3 separate regions of the Zea mays genome follow, and regions 1 and 3 are each linked to region 2. A link is a contact called in public Hi-C data. All regions are on one chromosome and are shown on one strand. Each heading gives the region's core, a stretch centred on a gene start, on an enhancer-like site or on the middle of the called end of the contact. The rest is flanking DNA. Distances are from core to core; before and after follow the strand shown. Region 1 holds the start of LOC100192534 (putative O-glycosyl hydrolase family 17 protein). Region 2 holds the start of LOC100281226 (ferredoxin-6). Region 3 has its middle 21 kb from the start of LOC100192534.

The links. A called contact is a pair of places that touch in the nucleus more often than the background predicts.
Region 1: a contact with region 2 is called in a Hi-C map of endosperm, with 4 times the contacts expected there. The contact joins the promoter of LOC100192534 here to the promoter of LOC100281226 in region 2. A contact is called at or near these places in 5 of 25 Hi-C or Micro-C datasets (bundle sheath, ear, endosperm and 2 more).
Region 3: a contact with region 2 is called in a Hi-C map of leaf, with 5 times the contacts expected there. The contact joins the enhancer-like site here to the promoter of LOC100281226 in region 2. A contact is called at or near these places in 7 of 25 Hi-C or Micro-C datasets (ear, endosperm, leaf and 1 more).

What each region holds. Positions count from the first base shown.
Region 1 is chr8:101,048,411-101,052,361 of Zm-B73-REFERENCE-NAM-5.0, reverse strand. It overlaps LOC100192534 (putative O-glycosyl hydrolase family 17 protein), which reads left to right and starts at 2,604. Exons shown (of 3, transcript NM_001137753.1): 1 at 2,604-2,833. The coding sequence starts at 2,731.
Region 2 is chr8:100,887,180-100,891,262 of Zm-B73-REFERENCE-NAM-5.0, reverse strand. It overlaps LOC100281226 (ferredoxin-6), which reads right to left and starts at 1,780. Exons shown (of 1, transcript NM_001367190.1): 1 at 1,055-1,780. The coding sequence starts at 1,627. The coding sequence ends at 1,163.
Region 3 is chr8:101,026,769-101,030,734 of Zm-B73-REFERENCE-NAM-5.0, reverse strand. No RefSeq gene overlaps it. Among protein-coding and RNA genes, the nearest start is that of LOC100192534, 21 kb to the left of the region's middle. Within about 2 kb of position 2,419, at least 12 of the 20 cell types and tissues checked have an H3K27ac peak or open chromatin away from gene starts, as enhancers often do. A contact at or near this core is called in ear, leaf and tassel, where this site is marked.

The DNA.
Region 1 (3,951 bases), core at 1,355-3,854, 160 kb before region 2:
CACCAGTTGTTTGACTTTGAACTATGAGCACAACTCCAGGAGAGAACTTAGTAGCCATTCAATAATCTACATAGACAACAGAATGAAAGACAAGGAATCATTTTCCATACTTCTTCAAATTTTATGAAAATAGCACACAAAGCATGTCAAAGAAGCTTACCTTTCAGGCTTACCTTGTATGAGAGGGTGACATAGTGACAGAAAAACACTTGAAGTTTTGGGGTTCATGTTGCTCTCAACCCATTGCAGCACAGCTTTAAGTATCATTCCGTAGGCCTCCTTCATTTCCCTCTTCTCGTTTAGTATGTTGATGCTGGTCGACTTGGAAAGAAGCGTGGAGTGGGTGTATATTCATATGGACACATGTCTTCATCCGTCAAGCCAAAGTCGTCTCCGTAAACATGAGAGCAACCATTGAGCAAATAAAATCAGATGTATGTTATAATTGTACATCAGAGAAACAGAAGCACGACCTGATTCAGAGTTACTCAATTGGATGCTTCAAGTCGTGCAAATTCGCAATGGCAGGCTTTGCTGCTCTATGTAGAAAGATGATTCAATGTTTTAATCTGATAAATGGAACTCATGAAACATTTCCCCAAGTTGCATTCTGCTCGAGAGAGTGGGAGAAACGGCAAACGTCTGCACCATATGTTTCTCCTTTGTATTGTAATATTCTATAAGCTACAAACAACATATCTCACTCTAAACAAGATGAAGGAAACCAGTGAGTTTCTATTGCGGTTAGGTGCAACATGGATCATTACGCTATATTTTGGTTGTAACTGAGTTGTCATATGGGCCAAATTTCACTGTTTTTCTTGGATCTAGGAGCAAAGGATGATCTATTGGTTTGTAACCTTTCTTGTATTAATAACTGATGATTTACACCTCCAGTTTCCTAACCTGAGGAAGCACATATTTGTCCCAACCCAGTAAGAACCACAATAGATTTGAGCAATAATAAACAAGTTTAGAACCCAGAAAAATGCCATATACTTGAAACATTACCATCAAATGATTAAACAACCAATAAATTGTTTTGAAAATGTCTAAGCTGTAGAAACTCCAGTCTGTGTCCAACTCTCATCAAGAACACCTCCTCTCCCTCCCTCCCCACTCTAGCTAGGCCTCCAACTCAGGACCCTGACTATGATACTATCAATGAGTTAATAGTTTGCCTAAAAGACTAATCTAAAAAAAATTGGTCACTCTGCAGCTCTGTAGCATCCCCAACATCCATAGCTGGTAGCCTCATACTAATACTAACACTATAACCAGCGGCTTATCTAAATAAATAATGTATGTGAACTCAGGTTTGAACAAATTAAAGCTCAAAGGGAAATAATAGGAAACTAAAAAATATACCAAGTAGTAGAAGTAATTGTTCTTACGATGTGGCAAAGGTGTCATTTCTCTAAGAAACTTCTTGACATTTTTGGAGAATGTCTTGAGTATTGATGTTTATTCTTTCTAAATGTCCCTGCAAAAAAAGCTATGCATATTGCTCCATTTTGGTCACACGACAGAAAACATGGTGGAGCACATTCGATTCATTTTTCGTCGGTTGTCTTTGCGTGTGCCACTGAAGATGAGCAAGAGTCAATTAACTAAATCAATCTATTTTTTCTAATCCCACTGAAGACGAGGGCCGTGTTGACTCTTTCACTCCCAGGCTGGCGGCGGGCCTTGCGGCAGCCGGCGTCGCGTGCCTGGAGGGCAGCGCGGGGCTCTTCTGCTGGGCCGACATGCGACGCCTTCGGGCCCCGCGGCGTCGTTCGAGGGAGAGATTGAGCTATGGAGGAAGCTGTCGTTCTAGGTCGCGGGCTCAACGTCTCCCCGGTCTCCTCCTGCCACTGCAGCGAGCCCGGTGGTTCCGCGTCTGCTTCGCCAACGTATCCGCCAAAACGCTCGACGCGTGCTCCAGCGCCTCGCTGACTTCGCGGAGGCGGAGGCCGCCCGGGGCCCCGCGCGCCGCTTGCTCGCTGCTGCACGGGTCTGAGGTCGGACGATAGCCGGTGGTCGGAGGTCGTGGCTGAGGGTGATGCCGGCTGCTGGAACGGGCCACGGGCGACGATGGGAACAGGGACCGCCAGGGGGGTACGACGGGCGTGGGGGCATCGCGAGCCGGGGGCGAGCGGGTTTCTCGGCGTCAGGCGCGGGGGCGGTTTCACCGCGGGGAGGCGGGGGATCGAGCGTTGTGGTCGCGGCATGCACGGGCGCAGGGTGGTCACGGGAGTAGGGAGGCGGGGGCATATGGACGGTCTACACTATTAACTTAATAGTTAGTAGAGATTCAAATGGATGATGATGATGAATCTAAACGCATATAGATCAAATGTGTTGCATTAATCTATTAATTTGCTAAAACGAATTTTATTTTAGGACAGATAGAGTATATCTAACTAACAAAACTAATGTGTTTAAGAAAACTAAAACGGTTTATATAATCTGGAATGTATTGAGTACTATAAAACCCTAGTATCTGTTTATAGAATGTACATGATTTTGTTGCCGATCGTGATCGTCCCCCATCCGCGCCGGCCTAGCGTCAGCGCCTATATATATACACGTATGACAGACCAGGCCGAGGAGGGATACATCATCAGTACATATACTCAGGTAGCGCAACCTGGCCTGGCCCGGCCCGGCCCAGAGAGGAGCGCGCCCATATCGCTTCCCTGAGGGCTGAGGCCGAGAGCGAAGCGGAGCGAGCACCGGACGAGAGGCATGGCCATGGCGCGGGCGGAGCTCCGCACCGTGACCGTGCGCTCTTCCCCGCTTCCGCGCTGCGTCCTCTCCCGGCTGCTGCCGTTGCTCCTCTCAGTCTCAGGTACGCCCCGATCGAGCCCGTTCTCTCGCTCGATGCTCATGCACATGTTCATGCATGGCGCTGCTAGCTTCTGCAGTAGTAGATGACGATGCGTCCTGGTTTTTAGAATTCTCGAGATTTTGGCCGCCCGGCCCTTGTGATTGACAGGCCATGCATGGAAAAATAAAATAAATTCTCTTTCTGTATCTTTAATCTTACCGGTTTCTTCTTCTCCGTTTCTTGTCAGCTACCGGCCGGTTTCCTTCTGTATCTTGAATTAGCCATTAGGTTTATGTTTTCTTACCCTTTCCTTTGTTCACCATGGTGATCCTAGACAGTGGCGAAGCTAGTAGTAGAGCAAATCAAATCAGCAGGATGCAAATGTCTTGAGGGTGTATAGTGATAATTTATAGGTGGTACATATAAGGTAAAAATTTAGTCTAAAACACTAGTTTTACAATTTTTTGTAGGTTCATGTGCATCTTGAAACCTCATATATATATACGTAGCTTCGCCCCTGATCCTAGATGAGATCATCTTGAAACGAACATCGCGAGTCCGTCGGTTACTTGAGCTGATTTTCAGCCGGCCGGTCCGAGACGACGACGCGTGGGTCCAGCTTACAGAGAAAACAAACTAGATCTCCGATCCACGTCATATACCTGTTGAAATCACGTACGCTACGCAGCCTGCTTATTTGACATTTCCTTGAATTTTTGCACTGGCTGCGGCATGCGATGCTGATGAAACTCCGCCGTGCCCACGGCTGTTGCGAGAGTGACGTCCGTCCTACCCTACCCAGTACCCACCACAAATGTGCATCACAAGCCTGTTTACATGTGAAAGGAGCTCCCTCGATATTTTTGCTAGCTCTTTCATTCAGATGTGTATATCATGCCGGCCTGATTGGCACGAGAGAGCTAGGAATAGGAAGCATTGATTAGGATGCCATGAGAGATACATCTCTCATAATACACTTCATTTCGGTTAAATATATTTCACCTGAATGAATAATTATGTAATAATATTTGTGAAACTTCTATATTAATTTAACCACCTGAAATATAGAAGTGGTTAAATATCCAGGTTAAAAATATTCATTTTAGGCCTAATATTCAAGCGGTTAAATATCTATGTAA
Region 2 (4,083 bases), core at 531-3,030:
TACCTCTGAGTTCTCATATCCTGGTTCTACCACACCTAACCTTGGTAGTGGAACATCAGCATTTGCTTTGCTTCAACAAGCACACTCTAGTGCTGGCCTTAGTTCACTTGACACAGAGCTATCCTCCTACTTAGATAGTGACACTTTGCAGAAGTTTGATGAGGACTTCAATATCCTAAGCTGGTGGCATGAACATAAGTTGTCCTATCCTGTTCTCTCCATCTTAGCTAGGGATGTTATTTCTGTTCTTGTTTCAACTATATCCTCAGAATCTGCATTTAGTCTCTGTGGCGGGATAATCGAGGAATGACGAAGGCGCCTAGCACCAGAAATGGTAGAGCTGCTTTTTTGCATGAAAGACTGAGAACTTGGTGAAGCTAGAGGGCAGCATTTACACAGGACCAAGAACTTGAAGATGCCTTTGAAGGACTTTATCTTGATGACCCTTAGGACTTTTATCTTCCTAGTTCCTACTCCATTCTGTTGATTTGGAAATCTGGTGATGTAAGTTGTAATATGTAACTGAAAAACCTTGACATGAACTATTAAATTAGAGCTGAGTTGTACTCTTTTTTTACTTTCTAGGGGTTTCTCACGAGAAGTGAGTTTTTACCTAAAAAGGTTTTTAATGAGGCAGCTATTGCACGAACAGCTCTAATCCTTTATTTAGGATCTACTATTTATCTCAACTGTGTGAATGTGCAAGTGTGAATCTGCGAATACTTCTGATCTGTATATTTCTGTGTATATTTCTGATATGTATATTTATATATATATTTCTATGCATATTTCTAATTTGTATATATTTCTAGTATTTGTTGTGCTCGAGCTGTCACAGGCTCCTTCATAGGTCGTGCTTTCCAGGCCAGCCCGACACGATTGGGCCTGAACAGTGGCGTGCTCGGCTGACTCTATCAGCCCGTCGGGCGGCACAGCCCGGCACAGTTAATGGTTCGGACTTATCCGTGCCGGGCTCAAACAGGTCGAGCCAAAACGTGCTCGGGCTGGACGGGGCGGTGCCGCCCTTTTTAGCATCTATAGTTGGATCCAATGATTTGTATGGAATTGTTGGAATCAATTATTCCTCGTATGGTATACAAATCAGTTCACTGCATTCGCCACAAACACTGACTGTCGCATATATAAGCGACCCAAAACTCTACTAGTACAGCTCCTCCTCCTTGTGGGTGTGGATGACGCAGTCCGCCCTGGGGTAGGAGATGCAGGTGAGGAGGTAGCCCTCGGCCGTCTGGCCGTCGTCGAGGAACGAGCCCTCCGACTGGTCGACCTCGCCGGCCGACATCTTCCCGGCGCAGGTGGAGCAGGACCCGGCGCGGCAGGAGAAGGGCAGCTCCACGCCGGCGCTCTCGGCCGCCTCCAGGATGTAGGTGTCCTCGGGGGCCTCGAACTCGTGCTCCGCCCCGTCCGGCCCGACCAGCCTCACCCTGTGCACGGCCGCGGGCGCCACGACGAACCTCCTGCTGGACAGACGCGCGCGGGGCAGCGCCTGCTGCCTCTTGTGGCCGGCGACGAAGGAGAGGGCCGTCTTGGGCGCCGGAGCGGCGGTCCGGTAGCTTGCCCCGGAGGATTTGGGGACGGACAATCTTGGGGCGGTGGCGGTTGACATTTTGGTTGCCAGGTGATCACGATGGATGGATTGGATGGATTGCTGGCAAGAAGGCGCAAGGGAAATGATGTCAACTAGACGAAGCGGGGCAGGGCTGGATCACGAGGGGAGGAGGTGGTTGCGCTTGCGTCGATTGATGATGCTGTGTACTACTACTGCGGGGGCGGGGCACGCGCACGGCGGATTTATAAAGGGCAGCGCCAGCGAGCGTCCTCTGGCCCTCCTCCCGTTGGGCTCGGCAGCTGGCTGGCTGGCTCCGACCCCAACGGCCCAACCCAACTGTGTCACTGCCCGCGCAAAAGCGAAAGGAACTGTGGACAGTGTGGGTCGGCACACGGCTGGCTCCTTGAGCGAAAGGCAAAGGCCGTGGTGACTGCCGAGAGCCGATCACGTGGACCTGTGTCCTTATTTTACGGTGTTGATGGTCGGGTTTCGTCGACAGGACAGTCCGTCCCTTCGTGGGGATCAGGGGGCGGGATGCCGGGATCAGCGCAGCCGACCCTTCAATAAGCCACCCACACACGCACAAATTTTCAGATCTGCTTGGATGTAAATACGAACCAGATGTGCGAATTTCGGTCCGAGTCGAGACTAGCATTTCTTTCTGTAAATATAAAAAATATTAAATTTTAAGTTCAAGAAACATTGCTTTGCCGTACATTCCATACACGTGTTTATTCACATGTTGTACATAGTTTCCTTGCAAAAAAAAATGTTGTATAGCTTCGTCGGATTTCAATTTCACATTCGAACTTGTTCACAGAATGTTTCTAGAATGTGGGCGTGAAGACCATCTGTGGCCATGTTCTCTTTTGTGGAACCTTATTAGTCCGAATTTTCCTCCCTCCATTCATAAATATATAACACCGCTGTTTTTTTAAAAAAACTTTAAACACTTGTTTTATTTAAAAAATAACGAGTTATCATTTTTTGTGATTTATTTTATCATTTAATCTAGTTTGTGCTTGACTCAAAATTTTACATTTTAACATAAATATTTAAATAAGACGACGAGTGGTCAAAGCTTTAAAAAAATCAACGTGACATATATTTATGAATCAGGGCCGTCTCTGAGTTTTTTTTTGTCCTGGTGTAAAACATAAAAATAGACGCTATGACCTATAGTACATAGTGATATAAGTAGTCTAAAATAGGCTCTTAATATTTGATATATTGTCATATTTTTATCCTCTCGTATTATCTATTTTGAGGTTAAGAATTTGCCGATCATTTTACAAAATATCAAACAATATTTACCTTCTTAAATTAATTATATTCAGAAAACTCAAAAAATTGGGCCCCAAAAAGTTGGAGGCCGTGTGCCGTCGTCTCATATGCACGGGGCAGTAGACGGGCCTGTTATGAACGGAGGTAGTATTTGAATAAGGCTTGGACTCTGATACAAATTTAGATAGAGAAGATGTCACCATCCTCGACAATGGTCACAGTTTACATAACTTTGTAACGAAATTTTTTGAATAGTTAAAAACTGTTTAGCACTTCTTTCTGTCAGTTCTTTCATAGGGTCAAAATTCTTTCTATCTCAATCAAGGGATCATAAGAATTTTTTTTCAAAAAAAAAAGGAAATAGGTACAAAGGTTGACAAAGAAAAGTTCATCTTGGATTCCATGGTAACATAAAAACTTGCACTTGTTCTCCTTGTACATGTTGCTGTATGCCTGTATGGCTGTATGATTGGGCGCACCAGCGCAGCAAGCGAACGAGATCGAACTCCAATAGGGCGAAGACAAATGCGAACCAAGCCCAAACATGAATGCTACATCATGCAATGTAAACTGAACAACAATACGAGTACACCAACCTTCTAAAAATAATACTCATTCTATCTTAAAATATAGTTTTTTCTAGCTCATAGTTCACATTCATTTAAATAATAATGAATATAGACATCTATGCAAACTATATTCATATGTTAATGAATGTATGATTAATCTAAAATACTTAATGAATGTATGATTAATCTGATAATATTTTAGAACCGGTCGAGTAATGTTTATCTCGTACTTGGAATTATTAGCGGATCCTATTTGATCCGTGGATTTATAATACTCGTGGCTTGTCAGCTTATTCAGCTCATGGTCAACTCAGTTCGACTTGGTTTGTTTAATTTTGTCATGGGCTGAGCTAGTATCTCAGCTCGATTCGTTAACGAGCCAACTCGAGCCGAGCTCGACCCAGCTTGTTAACTCGAACGAGCTAGCATTTGTCAACAAAACAAAACCTCCACTTATGTTGGATGAATTTAAAAGTGATGAACTATGTTAATTTGGTACTGAATTAATACGGTATGTAAAATTGTGAGTATTATTACTCTTTTCTAGTGCTAAATTGGTTTAGAATTAATTAGCAATTGATTATATTGTTGTATATATATGTATATTGCTTTTTTATTGTAGATCGCGAGCTAAACGAGCTGACTCGGTTCCTTAACGAG
Region 3 (3,966 bases), core at 1,170-3,669, 140 kb before region 2:
CAAGCAGAGCTGCTGCAGTTAAGTGTGTAACTCATATATGGATACACTTCCGGCCCTATAATAAACTTTGAACATTATTTTGTGCATGGTGTACCCCAAAATAGCTACCCCTACATGCAGGTGTAGAATAGTGCCAACAACTACATATTCCATAGACCAAAACAACATACAGAATAGAACCTATGTTTCTCCAGGTCGGTCCTGCAGATGCTGGACACGGACACCGTCATTGACGTCTTGAGGAGACTTAAGAGGAAGGCCATGGCCACGGCGCTTCTTCGACTGTGCTGGGAGTAGGAACACCAAGAAAGTGGTCATGAACCTTCATTCGAGTAATTTGCATGCCCTAAAAAGGTCGACAACATCTATAAACTTATCCAATTATATCTACCCAGAAATCATTGATGTTCAGCAATCAACGTTTCTCATAATAAATCTTTTCTAATTATATATACATCTAGGAGAGTTGGAAATAGTTTTCCTATACATGCATGGGTACGCACACTAATAAATCTTATTCAAGTTTTTTTTTAAAAAAAAATCAAGAATGCGGCTAAGAAACCCAGAACCTTTTGTGGGTGAAAAACAACTTACAATTCCTTCCAAACTTGTTGCCCGTAAAATAGGCTCGGTTTCTCTCCCCCAAAAATTCGTCAAAAGGGCCTGAAGCACCGCAAGCAGGCACGAGAAGCTGAGCAAGAAGCATGTGTGATGTGTGCAAAACGAAAAGGTAGAAGCTCGTTACCTGGGAGCTCTTCTCGACAGGCATCGGCTAGGCGTCCCTAGCGCCACGAGCCCACGACCGCCTTAGCTTCTCTTCCTCCTCCGTGCGACGCTTGGTGCGTGTGGTCGCACTAGCCGTAAGCGATGCCGGTCTAGCCACCGGCAGTTTGATGACGTTTCTACTATACACGAGCAGGCGTCGACCTTCGTTGCCGGAGTGCGCGGGGTGAGCAGCCGAGCTGCCGCCACCGTGGCTCTTTGTCTGTGGAGGGGGACTCCAGGCCATGGCTTCTTTAGAATAATAAATAAATGTTTGTTGAGCCGCTTTGGCTTCTAGAACAATCGCGGCGTGTGGAGTCCTCAAGCCTCGTCCGTTGAAATAATATCGTGCGAACGCTATTTTTTTGATGATGTGGACGAACGTGGTTGCACGTTTGCGTCCCGCTTTGTATAGTAGAAATATCCATATATGGTTGTTGCCTCTAGTGGATTGTATGAGGACCGAACACGCAGTAACATCTTGGTGATTGATCTTGTCCTACAGTAGAAGCTCGGTTGCAATCGCTTTACGCCGCCTTCTTCATTAATTGCTCTGTATTCACGTTGCCTTTTATTAATGGGTTTTTTAAGCTGGTGTCCTCAGTTTTGCTGATATCCTCCCTTTCCTCTGTTGTTTCTTCAGACCTTATCCTTGCACGGTATCCTCTCTGTTTTCTGTTACGCTCCTCCTCATCTGATGGCTCTGGACATGGCGAATCATGAATCAGTTAAAATTTAGAAAATGGCAGGACCATGTAATATGAGAGTAACGCAAGTATAAACACAGTACATTCCTCGAATCTCCATATTCAAGACACATGAATTGTTACTATTGCTTTTTTATTTTAACCGTGTGTTGAAACTTGGTTGTAAAGTGAGGAGAGCATACAGTTTAGAAAAATAATAAAACAGAGTGCTGCTCAATGATATTTATTTAAAATTACATCTGAATCTCTACAGTAACTGAAACTGAAGAAAGCTCCTCTGTCAGACATATATGTAGTTTACCAAAAAATGCAGAATCCAGTGTTCAGCTATGTTTTAAAAAAATAAAATAAAACAGAGTGCATGAGCTATATATAGATGTTTATAAAAACGGACTTCATGAGATATAGATCATTACAAATGGTGGTCCCATATGCTGCTCAATGATATTTGTTTTCAAATTACATCTGAACCTCTACGACAAAAAAGAGCAGGACAATAACTGAAACTGAAGAAAGGTCCTCTATCAGACATATATGTAGTTTACAAAAAATTGCAGAATCCAGTTTTGAACTACGTGCTAAAATAAAACAGAGTGCATGAGCTATATATACATGACTGATTTATTTCAAATCGTACCGAGACCACAGGCACACAATATACAAATATTATATATATATATACACTATTGGAATTTGTTTGTAATAAAAGCTGCAGCTAAATTCATGGCGCAAGGCGTTGATTACAATTGCATTTAAAAAACATATAGCCAATAACAGGATTCAGATGACATACGGAATAAAAAAGGTGTTGCTTAGTCCGATCTGCTGTCGGATTTTGTGATTTTCACCTTATTAAAAAAAAGAGGGAGGTCAGCCAGGTGGGCCGCTAACAGGCCTGGTGGTCAAGCGAGCCCACCGGCTAGCACGTCCCTAGGGCAGCAGCGTTCAGCGGCTGGAAAGGAGAATGGGAGAGCAGGGGATTAAGGAGCGCTGGCGGCGGCGTGCAGGTAGTTGGTTTTAGCTCTTGCCGATCTCCACGCCGTGCTCGTGTGTAACCGCTTATCTCTCGGCTCCTTAAGTATGGAAACTTGCTCCCTACTGATAGTCTCGCCAAAAATCGTCAGCTCTCTGTTCTTCTTCCCCTCTCGGTTCAGTCACGGTTTGGATCGATTCAGTCGATTCTTGGTGTTCTAGTGTTCATCTTGCTAGTGGAAGAAGGTGGAGGTGGCACTGCTCGAGCGCAGTGAGGTTCTCCTGTGCTCTGTTGATTTAACAGTGCGCCTGTGTGGTGCTCTGTCTGTTCTGATCTCTGTCCGCCGTGGCCTGGTGCTTCAGCTCTCTATTGCGCGGTGTTCCTCTTATCGGGCTGGTGCCGTGGACATCTCCTTCGGCTCCGGCAGCGGCTCTAGTATCTCCGTCAACCCCCCGCCGTGTAGGCCCGGACGTGAGCGGCGGAATTGGTTTTCTCGGACAGAACCTTGTGTTCGCTGAGCTGGTCTTCCCACGTAGACAATCTATGTGCTGTGAGTTACCCGTTGTATCTCTATATTTATTGAGTAATTTTGTGCAATTTGCTAGTATTATTTACTTGGGTGTGATTGCACAATTTGTGGGCAGAGTTGATTGCTCGATGATAATAGTGGTGTAGTGAGACGACATGACAGTCTGAGTTTCAGTGTGTTGTTATTTTCAGCATTGATATTATTTATGTCTAATTATATCTCTATTTGTTGATGTTGTTTACCTGTGTCAAATTCTGCTATATTATTTAATTCACAACTCCTTACTATTAGTATTTATACTTGATTATTAGGCTTATTACATCTGATCTAAAACTCTGATTTGGTAAGATAGGACTGTCACGTTAGTCGAGGATCTTGATCACCCTTTAGCGTTGGAGGGCTGTCTAGTGCAGCAACCCGCTATTTTGAGAGAAATATTTTAAGATAAATAATAGTGTTTATGTGTAAATTCTGCCTCCTTCATCTGCAAGCCATGTTTAATTTCGAAATGGACCTGAACATCTATTTTATATGTTTACATGTCCTAGAATTGCTACTGTTTATTGTTGCTACAATTACATATGGCATTTATCTGAGTTATATGCCTGTTTTATTCGGAATTAAAATATTTAATATATTTAAATATGATGGAAGCATGTCACTTATTTCTCTAATTTTATAACACGATAGTGGTGTAAGTTTTTTGTAACACGATAGTGGTGTAAGAATCAATCTAGAGTGTTGGTTTTAAAGGGTGGGAGATAGTGGTGTAAGTTTTTTGTGTGCACTTAGCTTTGTTTTAAGTGATGAATTATATAGGGGAAGAGGAAGAGATACATATTGATTGCTCATGATGATAAATACAGATCAGGAGATAACTAATGTGACGGTAGATATAGGCCACTCAGGTTGGATCTATAGATGTCTAGAAATACGTGGTCCGTTAGCCCGACACGAAGCACGTTTTTTAGCACGACACGAGCCCGCCACGGCAC